Linked DNA regions of Ovis aries: region 1 is linked to region 2. A link is a contact called in public Hi-C data. All regions are on one chromosome and are shown on one strand. Each heading gives the region's core, a stretch centred on a gene start, on an enhancer-like site or on the middle of the called end of the contact. The rest is flanking DNA. Distances are from core to core; before and after follow the strand shown.

What was found. Hi-C and Micro-C count contacts between places; a contact is called where the count stands out from the background.
Region 1: a Hi-C map of omental adipose tissue shows a contact between it and region 2, with 1.5 times the contacts expected there. The contact joins two enhancer-like sites. A contact is called at or near these places in 4 of 16 Hi-C or Micro-C datasets (hypothalamus, liver, omental adipose tissue and 1 more).

Annotation. Positions count from the first base shown.
Region 1 is chr10:28,196,225-28,199,153 of ARS-UI_Ramb_v3.0, reverse strand. All of the region lies in intron 3 of STARD13 (StAR related lipid transfer domain containing 13), which reads right to left. Among named protein-coding and RNA genes, the nearest start is that of KL, 200 kb to the left of the region's middle. Within about 2 kb of position 1,558, at least 22 of the 54 cell types and tissues checked have an H3K27ac peak or open chromatin away from gene starts, as enhancers often do.
Region 2 is chr10:28,145,049-28,148,052 of ARS-UI_Ramb_v3.0, reverse strand. The region is part of intron 3 of STARD13 (StAR related lipid transfer domain containing 13); the gene reads right to left. Among named protein-coding and RNA genes, the nearest start is that of KL, 250 kb to the left of the region's middle. Within about 2 kb of position 1,417, at least 5 of the 54 cell types and tissues checked have an H3K27ac peak or open chromatin away from gene starts, as enhancers often do.

The sequences.
Region 1 (2,929 bases), core at 309-2,808, 51 kb before region 2:
AACTTCTATTTACAGAAACTGCCTGTTTTTCACAAGGTTTGGTTAATTAACAATCAGGAAAGAGTTGCACAGGGTTTGAAGAAAGAACCCTTTGTTCGGAAAAACCTGTGAAAATATTCCCTCAGCAGCTTGTAACTTTCCCTACAGATCGCCCCGGCCCTGAGGACAGGCCCAGGTGCCAGAGGCCCCTGTGATCCCACACAGAGCACACATTCAAAGGCAGCAGCGCTCTTTGTTGTCCCCTAGGAGTTAAGCCTTAATGGGTTTACAATTCGCCGGCGTTTTTGGAGAGCGGCTTGGCGGTTGCTGCCTGCTGCCAGAAATGGAGCCGAGACAAGGCCTGGTGAATCCCACAGCTGTTGTGGCCGCTCCGTGGCAGGGAAGAGCAGTTGCCCGGGGCGTTTCAGAGACGTGCGAGAACACAAGGAGACTTTATGAACCCTGGAAGGGAATCTGCAAGCACTGTGAGCAGATGGTCAGTCCACATGGTGGAGGAAGGATTTCGGAGCTGCGGTTCCTCACTGAAGACCATGGCAACTGGTGATTCACTGAGTCTTCGATAAATCCTTTGTGGGGAAAAGTGTTCCACTATAATGTAACATGGCTAGTTAGCTTCACACTGTCACAGTCCTGACTTCTAAACCTCAACAATCACAATTTAGACAGGAATAAGTTAGTCCATCTTACCTTGGTTAAAAAGAAAAACAGGTATGGCACTTCTGTTGGAAACAGGGTCGCTATTCATCCTGGTCCACTGGATTTCAGGAGATGCCTGCCTGAACCAAGCCTCCACCATTACTCCCTCCAGCCCTGACTTCAGGAAAATCTTCATCTTAAACTGAGACACATGGATGGTGGGACAACACTGAAAGCTTCTGGGAGCAGTGACTTCATGATTTTTTGCAAGCTATATTCACTTTCTTTCCCCATCATCCTTCTGATCAAAGGCTGCTTTTCGATACATGGAATTTTCTTTTGCTGAAATCTCAACCTATTTCCTGTTCTCCTCATGTTGACTCATCTGAGAATCACGTGATCTCTCCTAAAAGGCTATTTATTTAGTCCATTATGAGACCCAGGGTCAGTCTTTACTCATTTTATATCTGAATGACTTATTTCTTCAGGTCAAGCAAAGTACTCTTTAAGTATATCCCTGAGAAGCATCAGCTAGATACCATGGAGGAGATGAGGACCACAAACTGTGAGATGCTACAAATCTGACAAAGGAAACAGAAACACTGGGGAGAGAATTCTAATACCTGAAAAGGGCTAAGACTGAGGTGTAATCGGAAAGCTGTGGCCATATAAGGAAGAGAGAAAATAATCTTTAACTCCTCTGTAGAGATCGGGACATTAGTTTTAAAGAAGATAGAATTTAAGATGGCCATATATAGGGTGATCTATCACTCCAGTTTTCAAACGGAAAGTCTTGGGTTGCATGAAATCCTTCAATTGAACATCCAACAGTTAGAGATGAGAGTTTATCTCAAGGGTTTGAGACAAGGTGAGGGCCAGTCTCAACAGCAGTGGGCAGGCTGCCCCAGCCCTGGAGGTGTGGACTCAGCGGCCATCGGGGCACAAGGCCTTGGGGAAGGGGGTGATGTCCCGTCAGGCAGGACGGCAGGTGCCCGTCTCTCACTGGGCATCTATTTTGTGTCCAGCACGTTGCACAAGGCTCTGTGGAGACAAGGCTCGGGGCCTGGCACACAGTGGTGGCTGAGTGGCTCTCTTTAGACTGGACATATAGCTTTAGACTGGACATAAAGCCCTATAGCTTTACAATGGACCCCTGCAATGCACACAGGCTGACTTGCCAAGGCCAACATCACTACCCTGCAGGCATATGGGTTTTGAGAGCCCTGAACTAAGAGTAAGGAACTGAAAGAGAAGCAGATTTCAGGAGTTGATAAGATGTTGTGGACCCTGAGTATCACCTTGAGTCGATGGTATCTAATAAAAAACTTACAGTGTGCTGTTACATTTATTATCTCACTTTCGAGCTTGACACAGACCCACGAGGTAAGAAACTGAAAGTCTGAAGATGGCCTTGGTCACACGGCTGTAAGTAGCAAAGCTGGGATTCACACTACAGATCACTCTTTCCAGGACCAGTGGCATTTCTCTAACTTTTTAAGTTGACTGAGTTTTATCTGAAATTTGAGTTGAACGACCAACTGATTCAGTGTCATCTGAACGTGTATACTCTGTTCAGTCATCTAGTGGCTGGATAGTACATCAAATCACATAGACTCCAGGACCAATTGAAAAAGCAGTCACTCAATTTACAACCACTCGTCACCTCTCTTTTCCTCTAGAATCTTACAGCCACACTCAGGAAACCCCAGTAACGTAGATCAAGTGCTTAACCTACGAGGCACTGTGGATGAGATACAAAGATATGTCGAGTTCCACTGATATACACAGGTGACTTAAAACTATATGTCTCCATAGAAACCTTTGCTTGGCTGGCTGTATCTGAAAAGATTCTCTTAAGTACCTGGTGTGGGCCCCCTCTGAGGTAGTGATTTGATCAAGCAGAAGTGGAACATCTCTCAAGGTGTAGACTTTGACTATTACCTGCTTCTTTTGGTTTAAAATTATTTTTTTCCTTGTCATTTTGTCCTCAAGGGGCTTTAAATTTTGTTCTTCCGAGAAGATGCTCCTGAGGACATCAGCCCCGGTTATTGTCAAAGGTACCAGCCTGTCTTCCTCTCTCTATAGTTCCACAGCTTTGAACTCATCACACTGTCTTCCCTCTTTCCCTCAAATGCTTTAGGAACTCACACCCTCAAACACTTGCATGACTGGCCATGGATTTCTTGTTAGTCAAACAGGACTGCTTGCTATGAACATACTTCCAAGGTTTTTGAGAAAATTATTTATGAAACTTGAGGGAATCTGACGTGAAATAACAGGCCAGTTTCTTTTC
Region 2 (3,004 bases), core at 168-2,667:
AGAACCATATTTAAGGCAGGTAAGTAGCATTATTTTCTCACTAGCATCGTTAATATCTTATTTTATGCTAATGTTTTGCTATGAATCCTAAGCTCTTTCAATGAATTCTTTTATCATTTGGCCCCAGTGTTAAAAGAATCACCACTGGGTGGGCAGTTCTGCTTGTTGTAAATGTAAAATCAAGAAACTGCTGATAATTTTCCCTGGGCTGAAATGTTCTCCGTGCGTCTCGTGGACAGAGGTCTTCCTCTTCACTGGTGAGTGAGTGGGTGAGGACCAAATGAATCGGAGAGGGAGAGAGTGCTGAAAACCCAAGATGCTGGATTTCCTCCTTTCCAGTGCCTTCAAAAGTGAGGAAAATGGATGGTACTAGTTTTTCGTTTTCACCTGCTTTTCCTCTTTCCTAATTTGGTCATTAAGAACAGTCTTCCCTCAGACTATTCAGGGATGGGATAAACAAATCAATATTGGAAACCAACAAGAACAGTGAACAGGGGAATGGAAAAGGGAGAGTGGGTAACAAAGCTAAGAACCCCCTGGGTGCTAACCCTTATGCCATTTACATGTCACATCTTTAATTAACTCCATGGAAACTCTCTGTGCTATCCTATAGATATGATTTTGTCAAAAAGGAAATTAAGACTCCCAGAGGTGAACAAATGTCCCAGGTGATACAGCAACCAAGTGTAGAGCTTCTGTGTATCTCCAAGCTGATGATGTTTTAACTCTTTCCACTATTACACACGAGGGACAGGAAAGGGAAAACTGTGGCACTAAAAGGGTGCTGGGGAAATTGGATAAGGGAGAAAATTTTAGGAAGAATATACTGAAAATCATCTTAATCCTATATAATTGTATGTGATGGAAATATGGGTATAGGGTAACTGAATTCTTGCAGTGGTTGAGATCAAGGTGCCGTTAGCATACACAGCCCAGAGCCTTTAATTAGACCAGTGAGAACTATGCCTGCTTCTGGAGTAACTTCAGACTGAGAGCTGGAGATCCACCCATTCCTTACCCAATCCTACAGTGAAGAGGCAGCCTGACGGCCTCTCTGTATAACAACTCTCTTCTGAAGGGTAGGCTGTTTGCCCTCTGCTTTCTACTCGTCCTCAAGACTAACTCTGCATATTGGCTGGCCTCTTCGATGGCATTTCTTCCTAAGGCAAACACTCCAAATACAGCCAAAACTCTGAAATTTGACTTCTAAACAAAACTTTTGGTATTTAAAATTTTTAAATCTTTTGATAAATGATCCCAGATTAGCGCTCAACAGAATTTTGTGTCCACGTGGCAGAAAGTGAGGAGCGCTTTTACAGAAGCCAGGAATGTCTCATTGTGCTTTCATCTGTCTGCTGCTCCTTCTGTTCCTTCATGCACATTCCAGCCTCCTCATCAGCCTGTTCAGAGGGCGCCAAGGCAGTTCTGCCAAGTAGGAAAATGTTTGAGATACAAGTGGTTGGTTGAAAGAAAGCAGAACCAATCTGGAGGGTTGCTTTTGAAACTACTTGAATCCAAAGGTTGTGGTTTCATATCAAAGCTTCCTGTGGGCTCTCAGGCTCATTTCAAGAATTTCTACCAGTTGATTTGTGATGTATGTGCCCCATTTTTTTGTCAATAAACCTTTCCAATATGCATACGTCACAGGCCTGATGACCAGTGCAAGCAAGCCGGGATATTAACATTCACAGCCATGACCAGGACCATGCACAAAAGGCTTCATTCTCTTCTGATTCAGTTTTTCCACCTTGGGCCGTGTCTCCCACTTGAAGTCCAGATCTTACTGCAAAAACTTCTGGGTGGTAATGGATTTCTCTTTTTTTTTTTTTTTGGTCTAGCCCTCGTTGCTCTCTTTAGTTAACTTCATCTCTGTAGGCCTTTCAGAGCGCATTCTCTGCCCTCATTCCATCCCCTGGGGATCCAGCCATCAGATCTAGTTCATATGGCCAGCGATTTGGCCTGACTTGTCCTGGGCTCACTGCCTACACTCATCCATTTCAGCCAAACCAAAATTCTTTCACTTTTATAAGTTGTTTCAAAGATCTGGAACTGTGTGCTTTCCTACTCTTTCACCCTGTCAAAACCTACTGCCTTCAGAAACAGTTTCATGACTAATGCAAAAACTTTAGTATTAACAGTCATGTTAATACCTGTAAATATTGGTTGTGTGACACATTAATTAGATTAGATTGTTACATGCTAATATGGAGTCCATTTGTTCATTTCAACTATTACGCACATAACGTTTTTATATCTTGGATTTGGAAAAGATATTAAAAATCTTCCAATCCAACCACCCAATTATGATACAAGTCATGGTCAGATCAATGAATGAATGTTCTACCCAACAAATATGAGGTGTATTACCTCACTGAGGACTACAAGCTATTTAAGAAAGATTTGCTTATAATTTCAATCCATTGGTTCTAATTCTGTCATTTGGAATTAGGACAAATCTGTTCCTTCTTCCATGTGCCTGTTCTTCAGATATTTTTAGAAAACCAACCTCTTATAAGACTCTCCTTTCATAGGTTAAACATTTTCCATCAAACCACACAACTTCTAACTATTTAGCAAGCTGATTGCTGTCTTTTGGATCTGCTCCAGTCTGTCAGTATCTCTTTAAAAATACTGTTCTTACCCTAAACTTAAGCTCTAGACATGGCCAAGCAAAATAGTATATGGTACAGGGTGTGGGTACCTCCTGCTCTCAGGGGATTGCACTCTTGTTGATCCAGTCTGAGATAATGAGAGGTTTTATTTTTTTAATCTATATTTACTCAATCATTAATTCAGCATGGTATTAATGTGAATTAATTAATTAATGCCTGCACAGCACTGCAGTAAGTATGAAAGATACAATGGTGAATGCGATGTATTTGTCCTTGTCTCAAGGGACAGTCTGGCAGGGAAGACAGAAAAAAAAAACTCACTATTAGACGAATGTTAAGTGCTATGTGGGAGGCTGTCTCTATCACCTCAGACTATGTTAGAGTCAACATAA